Regions from separate parts of the Sus scrofa genome. Here regions 1 and 3 are each linked to region 2. A link is a contact called in public Hi-C and promoter capture Hi-C data. All regions are on one chromosome and are shown on one strand. The core of a region is the stretch at or near the end of the contact, and the rest is flanking DNA. Distances in the headings are between cores, read along the strand shown. Region 1 holds the start of TOR2A (prosalusin). Region 2 holds the start of ST6GALNAC4 (ST6 N-acetylgalactosaminide alpha-2,6-sialyltransferase 4). Region 3 holds the start of SH2D3C (SH2 domain-containing protein 3C).

The links. Promoter capture Hi-C pulls out the DNA fragments that hold promoters and counts their contacts. Hi-C and Micro-C count contacts between places; a contact is called where the count stands out from the background.
Region 1: a Hi-C map of liver shows a contact between it and region 2, with 3 times the contacts expected there. The contact joins the promoter of TOR2A here to the promoter of ST6GALNAC4 in region 2. A contact is called at or near these places in 2 of 5 promoter capture datasets (fetal skeletal muscle and liver), 19 of 47 Hi-C or Micro-C datasets (alveolar macrophages, blood, brain and 11 more) and 1 of 2 datasets of contacts at active chromatin or transcription factors (skeletal muscle).
Region 3: a contact with region 2 is called in a promoter capture Hi-C map of liver, with 4 times the contacts expected there. The contact joins the promoter of SH2D3C here to the promoter of ST6GALNAC4 in region 2. A contact is called at or near these places in 5 of 5 promoter capture datasets (fetal liver, fetal skeletal muscle, liver and 1 more), 4 of 47 Hi-C or Micro-C datasets (blood, embryonic fibroblasts and heart right ventricle) and 2 of 2 datasets of contacts at active chromatin or transcription factors (alveolar macrophages and skeletal muscle).

The regions. Positions count from the first base shown.
Region 1 is chr1:268,234,971-268,238,892 of Sscrofa11.1, reverse strand. TOR2A (prosalusin) reads left to right here and starts at 1,415. Exons shown (of 6, transcript XM_021069354.1): 1 at 1,415-1,639; 2 at 2,259-2,393; 3 at 2,396-2,523; 4 at 3,255-3,430. The coding sequence starts at 1,489.
Region 2 is chr1:268,400,593-268,404,417 of Sscrofa11.1, reverse strand. It overlaps ST6GALNAC4 (ST6 N-acetylgalactosaminide alpha-2,6-sialyltransferase 4), which reads left to right and starts at 1,969. Exons shown (of 6, transcript NM_213784.1): 1 at 1,969-2,137; 2 at 2,559-2,645. The coding sequence starts at 2,634.
Region 3 is chr1:268,268,203-268,272,488 of Sscrofa11.1, reverse strand. SH2D3C (SH2 domain-containing protein 3C) reads left to right here and starts at 2,094. Exons shown (of 13, transcript XM_021069362.1): 1 at 2,094-2,267; 2 at 4,279-4,286. The coding sequence starts at 2,231.

The DNA of each region.
Region 1 (3,922 bases), core at 166-2,665, 160 kb after region 2:
CTTATTTAGCACCTGAAACATTCCAGATTGTACCCAGAGCCAGAGTTACAGGCAATACTAAAACCCAGCTCCTGTCCTGGAGGAGCCCACAGGCCAGTAGGGAAGGTAACTAATTCCAAACAGAGAAATCCTGCCCCCCGTCCCCTCCCCCACCCCATTCCCTTCCTCCAGAAGCCATAGCAAAGCTTCTGCACAAAGGTACAGCCAAGGATCCCAGATACTTGAAGTGGAAGGGCTTTTTGAAATCTAAGACTCCAGCTCCCCTAGGGAGATCGAGAACTGGAGGGAGAAGGGACTTGCCCTTGGTTCCAGCCTCAGAATGAGAAAGGCTGGAATCTGGGCATCCTGACCTGGAGTTCTTTCCTTTTCTGCTCCCAAAAGTGGGAACCACTAATTTCTTTTCAGGTTTTGAAACGTGGCCACAGAAATCCTTGCTGCGTGCTGTGTGCGTGCATGCATATGTGTGTGTGCGTGTGCGTGTGTGTGTGTGTACCATTACAGTAGCTCTGAAAGAATAATAAATAAAGGATTATGACCACAAAGGGTAGATGGGGCAGGGAATCTTTGAGGAGAGCCACGAAAGCAGTTGTCTTGATTTCATGGGTTGGGGAGGTAGGCAATGTAGATCCACATGATGCCAGGCCAGACTAGAGGCCTGGGGAGCCTATTGACTGAATTTGAATTGTCCAAGATCCGTTGCCTTTGACCAAGAGAGGATGGGTGACGGTGTGTTAGATCTTTGGCAGCAGCCAGATTTGGGTTCTGTTCTATTGTTCACTAGCCAGGTGGCCTTGGATAAGGGGCTTAACCTCTTGGGTCCCAATTTCCTTCTCAGTAAATGGGGACAATAACAGATCTGATCCCTTTTGCTTGATGTTAAAGCACATAGCAGCTGCTACATAAGGGACAGCCATGTTTCATAATGGATTGTCAATGGTCATCTATTGATTGCTTTGTGAGCCAACACACTTTATGTGCCTGTACCTCCTTGAAATATCACCATTCCTCTGTGTGACAGGTACGGTTATCACAAGATATATAAGGCGCCTCACACTAATGCACATAGTAGGTGTTCACCAAAATCTATCAGCGCTCTTTTATCATATAAAAGAGAAAAAAGAGCACGGAAAGGGCGCTTTGCAAGGTGTAAAGTGCCCCCACAAGTTTTTGCTACAATTGTTACGTCACCCTTTGTGGTCATAATCCTTTATTTATTATTCTTTCGGAGCTACTGTGATGGTCCCCCTAGTTACCGTAGCCATGGAAACGCAGCCGCAGTCCTGGATTGGACGGTTCGCGGGCTCCCCCTGTAGATCATCTTCCGGTCCTGCAGCGGGACGACCAAGGGGCGGGCCTTTGAGAGGGGAGAGAGGGGAGTCGGGAGTTGTAGGCTACAGACGGTGGCTGCCGCAGAGCGATGCACGTCGGGAGTTGTAGTTCTCGAACGAGGCAGTTGGCGGCCTCAGACCCAGCTCCGGCCTCACCCGGATGGCGGCTGCGACGTGCGGCTGCAGCCTCTGGAGTTCGCTCCTCGGGCTGCTTGGGCTGGTCTCGGCCGCGGCCGCCTCCTGGGACCTGACATCGCTGCGCTGCAACTTCGGCACCTTCTGTGAATGTGACTTCCGGCCAGACTTCCAGGGTGAGGAGCCTCGGGAGCCTGAACTGGGGGAGCTGGTAGACCGGGGAGCTCTCGGAACCCAGGGTTGCTCCGGGGCCGGACCTGGAGGAGAGAACGGGGGGCAGGACCCCCAAACTTACGGGCGGCCAAGGCCGGAAGTGGGCCTGACGTTGAGGGACCCTGGGAGCTTAGGGCACGGGGCTTGGGACAAGGGTTTGGGGATGCCTATCTGGGGTCTAGGCACAGTCCTGCCAGGATGGAGAGGGTCTTTTGACAGCTGGGCCTTGGCAGGGGTGGGGGGCGTTTATGCCTCCACACTGGACTGGCTGTCAAGGGAGAAGCCTGCCTTGGAGATGGGCAGGGATTTGGAGGCGATTCTCTTGACAGCTCGCACCCCCTTAGGTCCGAACGCAATCCAGAGGGCCACCTGATGGGGGCGCTGCCGAGCTGAGTCAGGCCTGAGGGTCGCTCCTATGACCAGAGAATCCAAGGGCCACTCTCCCTTTCCGCAGACCGCTCGTAAAACTGTCCCAGAACACGCGGATCCTTAGACCAGGTTCCAGACGTGGTTTGCCTCCTGAACCTCTTCCGTGGTGGGCGTGTGTCCTCAGCTCTGATACTGTCCTTCTTGTGGTCCTAGGTCTGGAGTGTGACCTGGCCCAGCACCTGGCGGGCCAGCACTTGGCCAGGGCGCTGGTGGTGAAGGCACTGAAGGCTTTCGTGCAGGACCCAGCCCCCACCAAGCCGCTGGTCCTCTCTCTGCATGGCTGGACGGGCACGGCAAGTCCTATGTCAGCTCCCTGCTGGCACACTACCTCTTCCGGGGTGGCCTCCGCAGCCCCCATGTGCATCACTTTTCCCCCGTCATCCACTTCCCCCACCCCAGCCACATGGAGCGCTACAAGGTAGGCTGGTGGCGTCCTAGACCATTGTCCTGTGGGGTGCCAGACCCAAGGGAGGGAGACCTGAGCCCAGAGAGGGGAATCCCTTACTCGCTCCAGGCCACACAGCCAGGTGAAGCCTCAGCTCTCAGGACCCATCCTGAACAGAGCTTGGGATGGTGCCATCTGGCAGGGAGTTCTCGGTTTAATTCCTGGGGAGCAGTCATGGCACCTACCTGCTAGGGTTGTTGTGTGGGACATTACAGATTCGCAGGTATTTTTTATTGAACATTTACCTTTGCCAGTCTGTCTGCATTATCCTCTCTCTGTAAAGCACTTAGCCTCAATTTGAGTAAGCCCCCAGGAAATATTAGCTCACATCACTCTTGATGCTGTTGAATGCAAGGTACCTTCCAGGCTGATCTGTTTCAGCTGTCAACGCTGTTGGGCAGGTTCAGGAAGCAGGAAGGAGCCTATCCCTTTTCTTGAAAGCAGTAGATTTCAGGGAAGGAGCCTTGAACAGGCAGGTGTGAGGCCTGGGTCTGAGTCCCTGTTCTCCTGCTAACTTGCTGTGCGAGTTTGGGCAAGTCTCTACCCCTCTCTGGGCCACAGTTTCACCCTCAGTCTCATTAAGGGATTGGGGCTCTCTGGGAGACCTGTCTTCTTGGGAAGGAGATTAGTTCTTGCCTTGGGAAGAAGTCCAGGCCGGGGGAGCATCTCCAGGCCCCCCACATGCTCTTGCCTGCCTCCCACAGAAGGATCTCAAGAGCTGGATCCAGGGGAATCTCACTGCCTGCAGCCGCTCCCTCTTCCTCTTCGATGAGATGGACAAGCTGACCCCAGGCCTGATAGAGGTCCTGCGACCTTTCTTGGGCTCCTCCTGGGTTGTCTATGGGACCAACTACCGCAAAGCCATCTTCATCTTCATCAGGTAGGGCTGGCTTTGCGGGGACACTTCTCAGAGGTCTCAGCTCTCCAGTCTTTTTTAATTTATTTTTATTTTTAGGTAGGGCCGCACCAGCGGCACATGGAGGTCCCAGACGAGGGGTAGAATTGGATCTGTAGCTGCCGGTCTACACCACAGCCACAGCAACGCGGATTCTTAACCCACTGAGCAAGGCCAGGGATCGAACCTGCGTCCTCATGGATGCTAGTCAGATTTGTTTCTGCTGAAACAATGGGAACTCCTCAGCTATCCAGTCTTGGCCTGTGGTCCCACTGCAGAATACCATTCCCCAAAGGCCCATTTGGACTTTCCCAGCATCCTCCATACGCTCACTGGTGCTTCTGTCATTCAAGGTCATTGGCTTCCCTTTGACATTCTCAAAGCCCATTCTGGGCTCAGTCTCTTAAACCTCATTTCCTTGTGGAACCCCTGCTGGGTTAAGAGGTTTTTCCCTCTTTTGAGACCCAGAGGACACAG
Region 2 (3,825 bases), core at 720-3,219:
AATCCCCTTTTCTATTGTTCTTACTTTGACTCATGTGTGTTGTACACTAATTGTGTGCAGTAAACCAAGTGACTCGTAAATTAAATACTGCAGGGAGTTCCTGCCGCGGTGCCTTGGTAATGAACCTGACTAGGAACCATGAGGACGCCAGTTAGACCCCTGGCCTCGCTCAGTGGGTTAAGGATCTGGCATTGCCGTGAGCTGTGGTGTAGGTCGCAGATGAGGCTTGGATCCCCGGTGGCTGTGGCTGTGGTGTAAGCCGGCAGCTGCAGCTCTGATTTAACCCCTAGCCTGGGAACCTCCATATGCCGAGGGTGTGGCCTGGAAAAGCAAAACAAATAAGTAAATCAAATACTGGCTCTGTTCTGTGTATTCCCCAGTCGTGGGATTCTCACCTGGTCTTACCACTGGGCCCTGCCACAAAACACAGGCGTTTGAGAAGTGAAAAGTAAGTGGTCAGAGCCCTGGCTCCAAAGTGAGACGGCCCAGGGTTTGGATCTTGGCTCTGCCATGTGTCCCCCCTGCACTGTCTCATTGGGATGTGTGCGCTATTATCATCCCCACTGCACAGAGGGGAGAAACTGACGCTCATGTTGATAGGGATGGGGTGAACACAGGTATTTTTAGAAATCCCAATAAAGGACCACGGATAATGAGGGAAACTTAGGGGAGATCGCTGTAAGTAAATCAATTGCTCACAAAAGCTATCGGAACAAGGCAGCTTTGCTGCATGAGTGGAGCCTTGAGAACGGCCTCAGGTCGTTGGGTGGGGGATGGGATGAGGCCTGCAGGCATATTCAGACCAAGGGCAAGAATTTGAAGACCACCCTTCTGCGGATTTGAATCCACACCTTACTAAGGAGGAGCTACTACTTCCAGAAAGGAAGAGGCGGGCTTTTCCAACCCCAACTCCCCTTGGATGATAAAAGCACCAGATCCTGGAGGCAGAGCTTCCATCTCTCCCAAGCGTCCTATCCTAATAAATCTATTTCTTGCCTATCACTTTGTCTCTGGCTGAGTTCTTTCAACCTTGAGGTTGAATTCCTTCTCAGCCTCAGTGAGTCCAGACACAGAATGAGGGATTCTAATTTAAAACCGTGGGTTTACATGAGGTTGCAGGTTCGACCCCTGCGCTTACTCAGTGGGTTGACGATCTGGCACTGCCGGTGAGCTGTGGTGTAGGTCGCAGACGCGGCTCGGATCCCGCGTTGCTGGGGCTCTGGCGTAGGCTGGCAGCTACAGCTCCGATTAGACCCCTACCTAGCCTGGGAACCTCCATATGCCGCAGGAGCGGCCTAAGAAATGTCAAAAAGACCAAAAAAAAAAAACCCCAAAACCTTGGGTTCAAGTCCCAGTCTAGGTTCAGGCTGGGTTCGAGTCCCCTGGTGCACGTGGGTTCAAGTCCCAACCTGTGTTCTGGCTAGGTTCAGGCCCTTAATACTGTCAGTTTCAAGGTGAAGGTCACGCCGTCAGAGGTGGTGCAGGTAAGGCTGCCAGAGAAAACACAGGGCGCCCAGTTACGGTGAGATTTCAGATTTTTTTCATATAATTATGGGCATTGGCTGTTTCTGAAATTCCAATATAAGTGAGCATCTTCTATCTTACCTCCTAAATCTGGCAACCCTACTATCTTGATACCCGGGGCCGCCTGACCCTAAAACCCCGCTTAACCCCCACCCTACCCTCGCCGGCTTCCGAAATGGAGAAGAAACTCCAGTCCGGTGGCCGGAGAACCGGGGCAGAGGTTCCGACACCCTCCAGGCTGTTTTTTCCCTCTGCGCCCCACCTACTCCCATCCCCCGTAGGAGGTTGGGCGAAGCGCGGGAGCGCGGAAGAGGGGAGATGCGGGAGGTCAGACTCCGCCCCCCGCGGCTGAGGCGGGGTCCCGGGTCCTGGCCGCCTCGGCGCCGCCGCGGCTCACGTCCCTCGCCCCGCCCCTAGCGCGCCTGTCTCCGCCCCGTCCCCGCAAGCCCCGCCCCGGCGGCGGTGCTGGTTCGGCTTCCAGCCTCCAGAAGCTGCCGCGCCGCGCCGCCTCCGCCCCGGGGCTCCGGCTTCCAGTCCGGCAGTCCGGCTCACGGGCCATGGAGCTCCGAGCAGCGGATCGGGAGCAGCCGGCCCGTCCCAAGCCGCCCTCCAGGTTCGCGCCCGGCCGGGGAGAGGGGCGGTGGAATCTGGGAGTGGGGTGGGAATCCCTCGTCCTGTCCCGCCCCAGGCCTCTCCGTTGGTGAAATAGGAACGATGCGATGGGAGTCGGGGCTCCAGGCTCCTGGTTCTCTCTGACCCAGACTCCGTGGGTGACCTTGAACCGAGGTCTCCCCGTGTCCGCCTCCTTCTCCATCTGCACGATGGCGCCTGGGTTGGCAGGGACTTCCCAAGGGTCACCGATTCTAGCTCCTTTAGGATGGGGACACTGCTTCCCCGTGTTTGGGGACTTTAAGGCATTTGATTCCCAGAAGCCATCTGCCTTGACTCTGGCCTGTACCCTCTCCTGCCTCAGTTTCTCTGGCCAGTTTCCTCAGAGGCCTGGGACCCAACTCTGAGGTTCTGGCTCTTGGCAGGTCCCCGGCTCCGGTCCCTTCCCGGCCTGATCCCTGGAGGCAGCAGCCACCAGCCTGCTGAGTAGCAGCGACAGCATGAAGCCTCCAGTAAGTGAAGGAAGGGGGAAGGCTCACAGGGGACTCAGAGGTGGCTTCTGGCACAGCAGCCTCAGAAGCCCCTCCCACCCCAGAACTGACTGTCCCTTCTGACTCCGCGGCTCAGAGGAGAAGGGCAGGCTGGCCTCAAAGTCCGTCCCTGATCAGGCAGGCTGTGTGGCCCAGGCAAGTGGCATTCTCTCTCTGATTTCAGTGCCTTGCTCCTCTTTGCTGTAAAATACAGATAATACACTGCCTCCTGTGAGTGTCCCCAAGGTCACCCAGGTGAGCATCTGCCTGGGAGGGGATATGTTGGGAAAGTTCAGTGTAGCTGCCCTTGACTTTACTCAGCAGCCCCTGGAGAAAGCCCTGGCTGTTGTGAGGAGTCAGCCACAGCTGCCTGAATCAAGGCCTCTGGGTCCCCTGTGGGCAGGGGACCAGGTGTCAGGCACAGCCTGGGGCCTCAGGGGCTGAACCCCCTTCCTCCATGCAGCTGGCCTGCAGATTTATTTTTAGAAACTGAAGTGGCTTGTGGGCAGAAAAGGGTGGGTCTCTGGCAGGAAGTGATGGGGGCTGCTTTTTTTACCTCTAATTTTCTCTCTTTTTCTTTTCTTCTTTTTTTTTTTTTTTTTTTTTTTTTTTTTGGCTTTTTAGGGCCTCACCCACGGCATATGGAAGTTCCCAGGTTAAGGGTCGTATTGGGGCTCCAGTGGCCGGCCTGTGCCACAGCCTCAGCAACTCAGATCCCAGCTGTGTCTGCGAACTCCACCACAGCTCACGGCAACGCTGGATCCTTAACCCACTAAGTGTGGCCAGGGATCGAACCCGCATCCTCATGGATACTAGCCAGAGTCATTTCCGCTCCACCACAACGGGAACTCCCTTGCCTCTAATTTTCAAAAAGCCCCAGCTGGCTGCTAGGTAGTTTCTGAGGGGTGCAGAGGGACCTGTGCCTTGGGCAGGCTGCTAGGTAGTTTCTGAGGGGTGCAGAGGGACCTGTGCCTTGGGCAGGCTGCTAGGTAGTTTCTGAGGGGTGCAGAGGGACCTGTGCCTTGGGCAGGCTGCAAGAGAATTAGAAACCAGAGACCCAGGTGGTAACCAACGTGGCCCAGCACAGTGCACCTCAGCTTCTGGTTAAGAGCACGAGCTCTGCAGTGAGATTTCAAGGCCCCACTCTGCAGCCATCTTCCCC
Region 3 (4,286 bases), core at 845-3,344, 130 kb after region 2:
CTGAACCAGCCCCATTCCTCAGAAACAGCCCCCTGGGTTTACCAAGGCCACGGGCGGGCATACTGGCCTGGGCCAACATATCTCCTTCTTTGGTCTTCCCAGCCATCCCAGGAAGCAGGGGCTACTGTGACCCCATTTCACAGGTGGGGAAAGCGAGACTCAGAGAGGTGACATCCCTTAGGGAGGATCACACAGCACGTGGGGGTGGCCCTGGCTGGGAAGTGATGCCATAGCCTTAGCGGTTAGCCCAAATCACTGCAGCTGCCTCCTGGGAGGGAAGCTGGGGGACCCACGCTCCACCTCCCACCCCAAGACTCCCCTGCTGCCACCAGGCCACGGGCCCCTCCCTCTCCCTCCTCTGATAACACCCCAGAGGCGGGCAGGGGTACTGGTCTGGAAGTTAGAACATCTAGGTATCTGTCTGTCCAGTCTCTGCCCCTCTCGAGCCTCAGTTTCCTCATCTGTGAAATGGGAAGCCACAGGTCTGTTGTAAGGGTTTCGCGGAGGCTTCCAGCTCATGCCCGGCTCATGGTCAAGTGCTCCGTAGAAGGAGCTGGAGTTGTATCCCCTCGTCCTCCCAAGCCTGTGGTCCCAAGACTCCCCCGCTTTCATCTGAACTTGGAACACTTGTCCCATCCAGGCCTGGGTGCTGCCTCTGTCTGTGTCCCTTTCCCTTCTGGGGGCTCAGGTTCCCCTTCTTTCCGTGGAGAAGGTCCAGTGGTCCTCCCCTCCCCCACCCCCAGATGGCTCATCCAGGTGCCAGAGGGTGGCGGGAGCTGTGAGTGTGGGAGTTGGGATCCTGGGCTCCACAGCTGGACAAGCAGGACCCAGTTCCAGGTAACCTGACTTTTGGGGGGTCTCCTTGTCCGCATCTGTAGAGTGAGGACAAAAAGAAGGAACGTTTGCCGTTTAGGGCCCAAGGATGGAGCCCTCTGCCTGGCGGGTAGTCGGGGATCGGTCGTTGTTAACAGTCGTTATTGTTACGGAGGATGCAGAAGGGGCCCCATCTGACCTTGGACTTCCCCTCTCACAGTCCCACTTGCCAGCCCTGGGACCAGTGTAAAAACGTCCAGCGTAAACCTGCTGGAGCCCCCGCAGCTCACTGTGTGCCTTGCACTCACGCCCGTGCTGGAGACTACGTGCCTGAGGCTTCAGAGGCAGAAGTGACTTGTCCACAGCACTCAGATCAGGATTGGAAGCTCCTGGTTCTTCAGCTCCCCCGCCCCCAACCCAGCAGCTGCTGGAAACCTCTACAGGTGTCAGGAACAACCTGTGCAGGGGAGGTTTCACTTCCTCATCGCTGTCCTGCCCATGAGTGTACCTAGACACACACACACACACACACACACACACACGCACACGTTGGTTATAAGGTGGAAAAGCACCTGGCAGTGGGCTAAGAGGCCTGGAAGGGCCAGTTGTAGCCTGGTCTGGGCCACCAACCTACTATACGACCTGAGCCAAATCTTCTCCCTGTCTGTGCCTCAGTTTTCCCATCTCTGTGCAATGGGTGTGCTGGACCAAATTATGGCCACATCCCTGCTAGCTTGAAAAGGAGTGACTGTGCCTTGGTGGGCAGTGATTCTGGGCCAGGCTTTAGAACAAGCCCCAGGCCCTGAGAGGTGGACATGGCAACCCGTTGCCCCACTCACAGAGAGGAAACCGAGGCTTGGGGTGATGAGCTTCCTGGTCTAGGATGACACGGCGACACAGTGGCCAGCCAAGACTTGAATCTGGGTCTGGGTCCCAGAGCCTATCAGCCAAACCACAGCACTCTCCCAGCCACCACTGCCAGGGCGTCCCCCAGCACTGAGGCTTAGAATAAACTCCCCTGCACCCTCCCAGCCTGCTGGCCAGACCCCCTGACAGCTGTTGGCAGGTCCCCAGAGCCCCCCAGCCCAGTGGGCTCCTTTCCCAGAGCCTGTGGTTTATTTCCCAGACCTTTCTGATCCCATGCGCTTGTGGTCTGCCCCCTGCATCCCCGCTGGCGAGGCGAAGGAGGAGGCCCACTGGGGACTGGGGGAGGCCCCTGCCTCCGCCCCCTGTGGAGAGGACGAGGAGGGTGGGGCTGTGGGAGTTTCGCTGTTTTAAAAATATACAGAGGAAGCGAGTGAGAGGGCGCGAGAAAGGGGAAGGGGAGGTGAGGGAGGCATCTCAGCTTCAGCATTGATGTCCAGAGCTTCCAGGGGCCACTTGCCTTCCGGCCAGGGGCTTTGCGCGACTTGCCAAGATGACAGAGGGGACCAAGAAGGCCAGCAAGAAGTTCAGTGAGTGCGGGGTGCTGTTCGGGCGGTCTTTCATCCTCCGTCTGTCCGTCCACCGCAGCCTCTCTGCATCTGTTTCTTCATCCCTCTGCCTTGTTTCTCTTTCTCTTTCTGTCCATCTGTCTCTCTCCAGAGGCCTCTGCTTCTGGGTTTCCATATGGCCATCTCTCCATCACTCTGGTCCACTCTCTCCCGCTGGTTTGGCTTCTCCATCTCCGGTCTTCCCTCGCCGGTCTCTGCCCAACTTGCTTTCTCTGTCTCTCCCCACCCGCAGTCTCGCAGTCTCTCCTTGCGCCTGTGCCTCCTCTGGGTCCCTGTGACCTCAGGGTTGGACCAGGGACCTGCAGGCACTCGGTCCCCTGCCTCTGGGGCTGGTTCACGTGGGGGTCTCAGGTTGGGGGTGGCTGGGGCTGAGTTTGGCGAGAGGGCGTGCCATGGGATACTGTCCCATGTCCCCACCTGCAGGGATGCTGGGACCCCGAGCACCTCACTCCGCTCCCCCCATCACTCTGCTTCCCCAGGTTGGTGATCTGCTGGTCCCATCAGTGTCCAAGAGACAAAACAAGCGGTGCTGAGAAAGGAGGCACTGGGCTGTCATTGGCACGGTTTCTGCCCCCGGCGTAGCTTTCTGAGATCAGAGCATCAGCGTTTTCTGACAGCTTGTCGGGAAGCGGAGGCTAAGACCAAGGGGAGGGTGGGCAGGACGGGAAGGAAAGCCCCAGAGCACTGGCCCCGGCAGTCCGGAGCCCTGGGCCCATGTCCAGGCTCAGCCTTGCTTTGTGACCCTGGGCAAGTCCCTTCCCCTCTCTGGGCCTCAGTTTCCTCTCCAGTCAAAAGGGGGCATCCTACGTTCCAACGCGGTTGCCAGTTCCCAAGGAGGCCGAACTGGCCAAGGAAGTGGAAAACACAGTTTTTCCTTTTTGCTTATCTGGGGGCTGTAGTGAAGTCAGTCAGATGGTGGTGGCTGTGAGGAGAGGCAGTCCCACAGCTGGGGACACAGGGGAGGGGACAGACAGGCACCCCTGCGGAAATGAGGAGATGGTATCACCCGAGCACGGCTGCCTGAGTCCCGACCTTGGACTCAGCTGACAGGAAGGAGAAAACCGCAGGGAGTGGGACCCTCACGCTCCCCGCAAGCCCCATCTCAGTTCATCCTCCCCACAGGGGCCCAGAGCCTTGTTCAAACACCCCCTCCCCACCCCCTACACACACATCACACACGCACAATATACATGCTTCCCCTCCCGGCTGTGTGACTTCGGGCAGATCACTTCCTAGCTCAGAACCTCAGTCTCCTCATCTGGAAAATGGGCAGGTTCAACTTGTATCATGGAGTTGGGCTGAGAATCCAGTGACGTATTGAAAGCATGGAGCATGTTTGCCAAATGCAAAGGCATCTGTTGTCATCACTGTCATCATTATCCTCGTTATTTTCTTGATTTTTAATGGCCCCACCCTTGGCATATGGAGGTTCCCAGGCTAGGGGTCTAATCAGAGCCGTAGCTGCCAGTCTACACCACAGCCACAGCAACGTGGGATCCAAGGCGAGACTTTGACCTACATCACAGCGCACAGCAACCCTGGATCCTTAACCTACTGAGTGAGGCCAGGGATCGAACCCGAATCCTCATGGATACGAGTCGGGTTTGTTGCCACTGAGCTACGATGGGAACTCCCAGGCATGTTAGTTGTGTGATGGGTTTGTGCTTTTTTTCAATACTCCTATTGCCCATAGAATGGGTACTGTAATCTCTATTTTACTGACGTGGAGAATGGGGTTCAGAGAGGTCAAGTGACTTGCCTAAGGTCCACAGCTAGAATGTGGAATTCAAGGGATCCAAGCCCAGGGCTATGTGATTCCAGAGCTGCCATATATACCATAACACTTAGAGGGGCTGTCAATGAAGCTCCCCACCCTCCTCGGACCCTCAGTGAGCAGAACTGTGCGAATGTTTTATTGTTATTATTATTACTGAAGGCAATTAATTCCTTTCCTTCCCCTCCCCCCTACCAGAGTTCTTC